2 separate regions of the Triticum aestivum genome follow, and region 1 is linked to region 2. Evidence: chromatin contacts called from public Hi-C data. All regions are on one chromosome and are shown on one strand. Each heading gives the region's core, a stretch centred on a gene start, on an enhancer-like site or on the middle of the called end of the contact. The rest is flanking DNA. Distances are from core to core; before and after follow the strand shown. Region 1 holds the start of LOC123110928 (adenylate kinase 3). Region 2 holds the start of LOC123110927 (exocyst complex component 5).

Region 1 (4,726 bases), core at 1,122-3,621, 150 kb after region 2:
AAATGACAGTTTTAAGGGTTGGGGTTGGGGCAAAGACTAGAACCCTCAAACCCAACCCTTATAACAGTCTGTTATAAGGGTTGGGTTTGAGGGTTCTAGTCTTTGCCTATATTTTTCAACCCTTAAAAGTGTCAAAAAGGCCAATTCTCAACCCTTAAAACTGGTTTTAGATTTAAGGGTTTGAGGGCTCTACCAGACATGCTCATAGAGCAACTCTACCAGACCCCGCATCCGCCCTCGACCTGCAAAATAACCGCCAAAATGCGGGTACGGGCCGGAAAGCGTGCCCGACCAGACCCCGCATCCCAACCCGGCCCGCAATTTTTTTGGGGGGGGGGGGCAAATTCCCCACCCCAACCCGGGAAAACGTGGGTTTCCCCCTCGCGGCTGCGGTGCCCTACATCGGAGAGAAGCAGTTGGCGGGAGGGACATTTCAGCCCGCGCGCTTTCCCCCTCCTTCCGCCGCCGCCCGCCCTTTGCTTCTGCCCGCCCGTCGCTGGTGATTCCGGCCATATCTGCGAGCGGAATCGCGCCCCGGGGCCGCCCCACACCCTCCCGCGCCGAGCTGCTGCACCGCCCCTCCGGATCCGGCGAGAAGAGCTGCCCCCTGTCGCCCCCGCCGCCGGGGATCGACCACCATCGGGCGCACCCCCTCGTCGCCGCCCGGGATCACCCGCCACCAGTTAGTCCCTATTTTGTGATTTTTGCGAGCTGCATAGTAGATTGACACGCCGGTGTGCGTGTAGATGGAGTTGACCCCGTGCGAGAAGTTCTTGCTATCCGATTCGTCCGATTCGAACGACTCGGATGTTGAGAGCATGCTTGCGAACTTTCGGCAGCAAACATTAGACACGGCGCTTGCCGTGAAGGAGCATGAAGACGAGCACCGGAAGAGGAGGCGAGGATCGACTGTCGGGCGTTTGTGCATTCCTCGGAATCGCCATCTTGGGAACGAGATGTTGATGCAAGACTATTTCGCGGAAAATCCTACGTATCCTCCGCACCTCTTCCGGAGAAGGTACCGAATGCGCCGATCCCTCTTTGTGAAAATTGTTGAAGCTTGCGAGGCAAATTGCCGGTATTTTAATCAAAGAAGGAATGTCGCGGGCTTAAAGGGATTTAGTGCATATCAAAAAATCTCCGTAGCTATGCGGGTGATTGCATATGGCGTTCCGGCTAACTATGCCGATGAGTATCTTCGCATTGGTGAAGATAGCATAATTGAGTCTGTGCGTAGATTTGCGAAAGTGGTCATCCGTGTCCTTAGTCCTGAGTATCTTCGGGCACTCAATGAAGATGACACAAAGAAATTGATGGCATCTAATGAGAGGAGAGGTTGGCCTGGCATGCTAGGTAGCATTGATTGTATGCATTGGAATTGGAAAAATTGCCCCAAGGCTTGGCAAGGAATGTATTGTGGCAACTCTCGTGATGCAACAATTGTGCTAGAGGTCGTAGCATCCGAGGATTTATGGATCTGACATTGCTTTTTTGGTATGCCGGGCACTCTCAATGATATCAATGTGTTGCAACAGTCTTATTTGTTTGCTAGGCTTGCTAGTGGCGATGCTCCTGCTTGCAACTACACTAACAATGGGCATGAATAGACAAAGGAGTACTATCTTGCAGATGGTATATACCCTCCTTGGTGCACATTTGTCAAGAGCATCAAAGAACCCAAAACAAAAAAACAATGTGAATTTGCAAGGGTGCAAGAGGCAGCCCGAAAAGACATTGAAAGAGCATTCGGTGTTTTGCAATCTAGGTTTGCCATTGTCTGTGGTCCTGCTCGTTTTTGGGATAAGAAAACCTTGAAGAACATAATGACATGCTGTGTTATCCTGCACAATATGATTCTTAAAGATGAAAGAGGATTGAACTTAAAATTCTTTTACGACAATGTGGGTAGCCGTGTCAAACCAGCTAGAGATCCAAACCGCATTAGAGCTTTTTTTCAGACATACAAGGAGATTGAAAATGCAGACACCCATTTTCAACTTCAGGAAGATCTCATTGAACACCATTGGCAAAGGGTTGGACAGTGACTTATTTTTATATTCATTTGTATTTGTATTCACGACAAATTTTGTATTGCACTATTTAAGTTTGCTACGATTATTTGAATAATTATTTGTAATGCGGATGATTATTATATTATGTTTGATTGGAATAATTTAGTTTGTTTTCGATTGTTGAATTATGTTGTATTTGATATTTGCGGGCTGATAATATGCGAGATGCAGCAGCGCAAAGAATAGACCCCAAAACAGACCTGTAAAAAGGTATATTTCATGAATATATATTTTTACGAATCCGTTTGAGGGGTTTGCATCTGTGCGAGCCAGAGCGGGGTCTGCTAGAGTTGCTCTTACAAAACCCCGATCAGAGCCGACGCGAACTGACCCAGGGAGGCACGCAGCAAGAGAGAGATAGGACTTGTGCGCCGCACGCCAAACAGCAGGCACGCGAGTCGAGTCGTTCCCGTTGTTGCGGCCGGCGGAGGAAGAGATGGCGACGAACATCGAGGACGTGCCTTCGGTGGAGCTCATGACCGAGCTGCTCCGTCGCGCCAAGTGCAGCTCCAAGCCCGACAAGCGCATCATCCTCGTCGGTAAAACCCTAGCCCTTCTCTTCTTTCCCAATCCTCATCTTCTTCTACACCAAAAGATCCCAACTGCTCGGCCCCGGCTTCGCTCTCGCCAGGGTGACTGCCGCCGTTCTAACCCTAGCCCTTGCGTCTTACGGCGGCGGCGGGGTCTTTCCAGCTCGCAGCGTCTGGTGGGTTCGGTGGCGCGTAGTTCCGCAGGCGGTGGCGGTGCGGGTCCTTGCGGTTAGTGTCCTTGGTGGTCGGCGGCTTCAGCTGCGCGGCGCTCGAGGCTCGGCGGCCGGCGCAGTTGGACCTCCCACGTCCATCAACGTGCGATCTGGTCGTTACGGATCTGAAGCTGCAGTCGTGGTGCCCAGTCGGTCGCGCCGCCAGATCTGTTGTCGTTGGCGCGATAGGGTAGCTGCTGCTCGCAGCTTGTTGCTGTTGGCTGGATCTGGAGCTGGAGTTCCTCGTCCTTGCTGTCCCTCGTTCTGGAAATAAGTGGACGTACCCTCTGAAGTTTTATGATGCAGCTACATCACCCCCTCAACTCCAAAATAGCTACTTAACCCCCCAACTATCGAATACCAGACAGATTACCCCACAGCCCCCCCCCCCCCCCCCCCCCCCCCCCCCCCCCCTAAAAGAATAGAGTATTGCATGTGCGTTTGATTTTGTATGCTCTGGTTCATCTTTAATTCCTGAACACATAGTGCCACTGTTTATGTTCTAAAATCTAAATTGCACTATGCTTGGGCAATTTGACTTATGCAAGTGCTTTGCAAATTCTGTAGGTCCACCTGGCTCTGGAAAGGGAACACAGTCTCCCCTTATTAAGGATGAATATTGTTTGTGCCATTTAGCCACTGGCGATATGCTGAGGGCTGCTGTCGCCGCTAAGACTCCTCTGGGTATCAAGGCTAAAGAAGCTATGGACAAGGTAAGGTTTCAAGAACATACCAAATAGCAATTTAAAACTAGCAAAAACCGTGTCTATCAATTTCTTTATTTCTTGACTCTTATTGTTTTTAGGGAGAGCTTGTTTCAGATGACTTGGTTGTTGGGATTATTGATGAAGCCATGAAAAAACCTTCATGTCAAAAAGGTTTTATCCTTGATGGCTTCCCTAGAACTGTTGTTCAAGCACAAAAGGTCTGGTCAGGTCCTTGGTCAATATACATCGAAATGAAAATTCCTTCTTTCTGTGTATATTGATGGATGATTTATGCCTTGGGAGCTTAGTGTTTGTTTTCTTATGGTTTGGTTGAACAACGACTGCAGCTCGATGAAATGCTCGCAAAGCAAGGTGCTAAGGTTGACAAGGTTCTAAATTTTGCAATTGATGATGCAATATTGGAAGAACGAATTACTGGCCGTTGGATACACCCATCGAGTGGTAGATCTTACCATACAAAATTTGCTCCTCCCAAGACTCCGGGAGTTGATGATGTAAGTCAAATGTAGAATACTGGGTAGTGCCTTGATATGTCATACTTGCATGCTTTATTTTTGTTATCGTGATCATTGCTTCCACAAGGTTAAGTTCCGAGCAGTTCAATGTCTTCTCTGCATAACACTCCCTCAGTTTGGTTGTCAATAGCCATGCTAAGCTGGTTACCATACATATTCAATCTTGGGAAAAGAATTGCCAATTGTGTTGTGGGTGATGAGTTACTAGTTTGCCAGATGAACTCGATGTGCAATCTTTTTGTGGTTTGCTTCTGCTTGTAGGCGTAACTTATTTTGTATTGACTACTAGATTCATGTTATGGTTTGTTTAAACAGTTCAATATCCCCTTGTGTTCTCCTGTCCTTATGGATATGTTGCACAACACTGTATTTCCTTGAGTGATGCTAGAGCTATGGACCAAATCGTATGGGATTACGCACTGGATGTTAGGGGGAATTGTGTGTGTGTGTGTGTGTGGGGGGGGGGTCCCAAAATAGTGTGCATTAGATATTTTTTTCAGTCGAACTTTATAAACTTTGACTAAGTTTATGAAAAAAATTGTCAACATGTAAAATACCAAATCAATGCCATTAGATTCATCATGAAATATGTTTTCATATACTACTCTACAAGCAATTGTCAAAGTTTGTGAAGCTTGATGGTAGGAGCTAGGACCCGGGTCTAGGGCG
Region 2 (4,625 bases), core at 915-3,414:
TTTTCTGCTCTGTTGTGTGTTATGCTATGCACAACTCCTCTGCTGTTAGGTGCTACTGCCTCTCTTATAGCAATTGGCTAGTTGCTTACTGCTTAGTGGATGGATCAGAATATATGGGCTCACTGGTGGATTAGAATCAACATATATATGTCTCACTAAATGGTGCTCTATTATACTGCCCATCAGGTTCAGAGTCTGTCTAAAGCGTCGCCTCGCTTTACGCTTTATCGCTTAAGCAGTGAGGCGCCCCCCAAGCGCCTCGCTTCGCTTTACCGCTTTATAAACATAGAGTCCAAAGATTTTGTTCCGACTGGACACTTTATGCTAAAGGGTTCAGCTAAGGTGTTTTATTTTTACTGAACAGCATCTATGGTCAATCCAGAAAAAATTGTTCCAACTGGGCACTTTGTACTGAAGGGTTCGAAAGGAGATTATTGCACAAAGTAATTCATAGGGAACCTTACAAAAAAGTATTTCTCAAGGGACAACATGATCCTATTTGCCAGGATCCTAACTGACAAAAGCCTAGTCAGATCACATTAAAATGGTAAAGTATCGAAACATGCAGCTGGGTTTCTAAAATCGAACAGCATCCCCATTCCAGAGATGCATTTGACAGAATGATAGACCCTAAGATGCTGATAACCAAATGCAAATAGAAAAATGTGTGAATAGGATACAAATCTCTTCTGCGTATTTCCCTAGTTAGAAATTTCCTTCATAACTACAATTTGATGGAAGCATAGGAGTCACCATAAATATTAAACACGACAGTCATTCTTCTATAGAAGCTCATCAAATGCATGCCTTGCACTTTTTTCTGCTGTAGTTATGTCTCTTTGGATTCTCGCATCAGGGACTGCCCTTTTCAGCAATTATTCATTAGGTTCTCTACAGAATGGCCTACTAAACTTTGCCTGGGTATAACTGTATTACTAAAGGAAAATGTCCCTTCTTAGCAACTGAACAGGTCCAACAGGACAAGAGGGGTAGAAACACAGTAAGAAAAAATTATAATATATAAAGTCCTAGACATCTAACAGACAGTTGAATAGATTCGACTGGGTGAAGATCTTAAAACTGGGAACCTACTCGTCGTCATACGTTGACATGTATCATACGGCGATGAAAACAAAAGAACAAAGTTAACCTATATAGGTAACAAAAGATTCCCCCAACTTGATCATTATGTGTAATTGATGGCATATATAACTAATTAACTACGAGCCTAGAGTGGCACTTTCATCCCAGTGAATAGCACAACCAGAGGAAACAAGGAACACCTAAAGATAATATTCCAAATGGTAAGACTTTGCATTATGTTTTCACCGTATCAGAGTTAGTTGTACTTCCAATCTTTATATATGGCTCGTCTGGTTTCTCATCTGTATTGTTTTTCCATTATGGTCTCATTCATTTATCTTTCTATAATATACTAACATTAACAATATAGTCAACACGTAGAAAACTTGCAAGCATGCTAACTAACCTCCCCGAGTGTCTTGCGATGCTTGGCATCCTGTGTAGCCACCTCTTTCTTCAGATTTTGGAGCCTCTTATCAATCTATCCACAAAAGGAAGAAAAAGAAACACCAGCATCAGCATATACCATCACCGGACAACCACCCACACACCCAATCACGCAGGCTGCTACCACCAGGACCGGCGGCAACCGACCTGACGACGCAGGTCGACGAGCTCCTTGCAGGAATGCTTGAAGAGCCCGAGAAGCTCGTCGACGGCAGGGAAAACGGGTGGCGCGGCCCCGAGCAGGGGCGGCGGCGGGGGGGGTACCCCTGCCGCATCGTCCCCGTGGAACTCCGGCAGAAGCTCATCCACCAGGCTCCCGAAGAGCGCGTCGAAGGAAAAATCCCCCTGCAAAACCACGCAGCGCTTAGGTCTGGACGGAAGGAGGGGAGATACAGAACGAATCGAATAAGGGGGAGTACCTTGAAGTCCTCGAGGTCGAGGGTGAGGGGCAACGCCGCGGGCGGGTCATTCGGCGACGGCATGGCTGCCTGCCGGCCGGAGAGATCTAGGGGAGGAGGATGGGCAGCGGCTCTTGTGTATGATCTGGAAAATGGGGTGAGCTGACTGGGTTCGGGCGGGCCGGACGAGAAGGAAACGACAACGGCTCAGGCCAGGCGCATCTTTTTTTTTTCTTCGTCGAACTTGGGTTTTTTTTTTTTGAAAGGCGAACTTGGGGTTTTCTATTCAACAAAGGCACACATTTTTCTTTTAACATACACAAGCGCTCATATACACACGCATACACTTATCCCTATGAACGCACACACGCACACCCTACCCCTATGAGCCCCTCCGAAAAATCGAGCCGGCATATCGTGTTGAGATTTATGAAGTCTCCGTAGGCGCCTCGTCGTCGACGGGAACGTCTCCTCCCACTGAATGCGCATCGCTGGAAATCCTGAAATAAATTCAGGAATAAATGCGAGCACCAGGATTTGAACCCTGATGGGTTGGGGATACCACAACCCCTCTAACCATCCAACCACAGGTTGGTTCGCAACGAAGGCACACCTGGAAGGTCGATACCCGCGGGATGGAATGATACTGCAATTGTCATGATCCCAAAGGTAACTCTTCAGAAAAGGTCACTCAGTTTAGACCTATTAGTTTATGCAATGTGGTGTACAAGGTTATTTTAAAAATAATTGCAACGCGTTTGAAATTAATTATGTCAAACATTATCAGCCCAGCTCAGAGTGCTTTTGTTCCCGGAAGACTAATCGTAAATAATATTTTAGTAGCATATGAGTGTTTCCACAAAATTAAAAAGAAAAGAACAGGGAGGGAGGGGTTGTGTGCTATCAAGTTGGACATGCACAAAGCTTATGACCGAGTGGAATGACCTTTCTTAAGAGCAATTTTGTTGAAGCTGGATTTCAAGGAAAACTGGATGAATTTGGTTATGCAATGTGTGTCCTCTGTGGAGTATAGGGTTCGGTTTAATGCAGAGGAGACTGGTAGTTTCAAACCCACTGGAGGGCTAAGGCAGGTGGACCCCCTATTTGTTCTTGTTATGTACGAAGGGCCTGACGGCCCTTTTAGCAAATGCGGAGGAGAGAGGAAAGATCTCAGGCATAAAGGTTAGCAGGAAGCACTGTATGACCTTGAGAAGAGGTGTCTAGAGGGGGTGTGATTAGACACTAAGTATCAAAGTTGTAGTTTTCAACTTCTTTATGTTTAAGTGGAGTTTAGGCACAAGTTTAACATTCAGAATACATAACAAGCAAGCATGCAAAGAGTATATGAGCAGCGGAAAGTAAAGCATGCAACTTGCAAGAATGTAAAGTGAAGGATTTTGGAGGATTCAAACGCAATTGGAGACACGGATGTTTTTGTCGTGGTTCCGATAGGTGGTGCTATCGTACATCCACGTTGATAGAGACTTCAACCCACGAAGGGTAACGGTTGCGCGAGTCCACGGATGGCTCCACCCACGAAGGGTCCACGAAGAAGCAACCTTGTCTAGCCCACCATGGTCGTCGCCCATGAAGGACTTGCCTCACTAGCGGTAGATCTTCACGAAGTAGGCGATCTCCTTGCCCTTACAAACTCCTTGGTTCAACTCCACAATCTTGTCGGAGGCTCCCAAGTGACACCTAGCCAATCTAGGAGACACCACTCTCCAAGAAGTAACAAATGGTGCGTTGATGATGAACTCCTTGCTCTTGTGCTTCAAATGATAGTCTCCCCAACACTCAACTCTCTCTCGTAGGATTTGGATCTGGTGGAAAGAAGATTTGAGTGGAAAGCAACTTGGGGAAGGCTAGAGATCAAGATTCATATGGTAAGAATGGAATATCTTGGCCTCAACACATGAGTAGGTAGTTCTCTCTCAGAAAATGTATGCTGAAAGTGTAGGCACGTTCTGATGGCTCTCTCCATGAATGAAGAGGAGGTGGAGGGGTATATATAGCCTCCACATAAAATCTAACCGTTACACACAATTTACCAAACTCGGTGGGACCGAATCAACAAACTCGGGCGGACCGATTTAGTAAATCTAGTGATCGTTAGGATTTTCGGTGGGACTGACATGCAACTCGGTGAGACCGATATGGTTAGGGTTAGGGCATGACGTAATCTCGGTGAGACCGATTACACAAACTCGGTGAGACCGATTTCAGTAATTAGCTAACCAGAGAGTTGGTCAGATAAACTCGATGGGACCGATTCGCTCATCTCGGTTGGACCGAAACTTTACGAAGGGGAAACAGAGAGTTTCAATTGCAATCTCAGTGGGACCGATCACTCACTTCGGTTAGACCGAAACGTTACAAAGGGAAACAGAAAGATTACAATCCCATCTCGGTGAGACCGAGATCCCTATCGGTAAGACCGATTTGCCTAGGGTTTGTGGCAGTGGCTATGACATTTGAACTCGATGGCGCCAGATAGAAAGAATCCGTGGGGCCGAGTTTGACTTTGGGTTTAGGTCATATGTGGATGTGAGAAAGTAGTTGAGGGTTTTTGGAGCATATCATTAAGCAACACATCATCCCTTCTTGATAGTATTGGCTTTTCCTATAGACTCAATGTGATATTGGATCACTAAAATGTAAAATGAAGAATCTTGAGCTTGAAGCTTGAGCCAATCC

The links. A called contact is a pair of places that touch in the nucleus more often than the background predicts.
Region 1: a Hi-C map of leaf shows a contact between it and region 2, with 2.5 times the contacts expected there. The contact joins the promoter of LOC123110928 here to the promoter of LOC123110927 in region 2. A contact is called at or near these places in 2 of 5 Hi-C or Micro-C datasets (both in leaf).

Annotation. Positions count from the first base shown.
Region 1 is chr5B:168,398,960-168,403,685 of IWGSC CS RefSeq v2.1, forward strand. It overlaps LOC123110928 (adenylate kinase 3), which reads left to right and starts at 2,372. Exons shown (of 6, transcript XM_044531572.1): 1 at 2,372-2,611; 2 at 3,382-3,527; 3 at 3,620-3,739; 4 at 3,869-4,036. The coding sequence starts at 2,509.
Region 2 is chr5B:168,247,501-168,252,125 of IWGSC CS RefSeq v2.1, forward strand. LOC123110927 (exocyst complex component 5) reads right to left here and starts at 2,165. Exons shown (of 24, transcript XM_044531571.1): 1 at 1,950-2,165; 2 at 1,678-1,875; 3 at 1,490-1,564. The coding sequence starts at 2,012.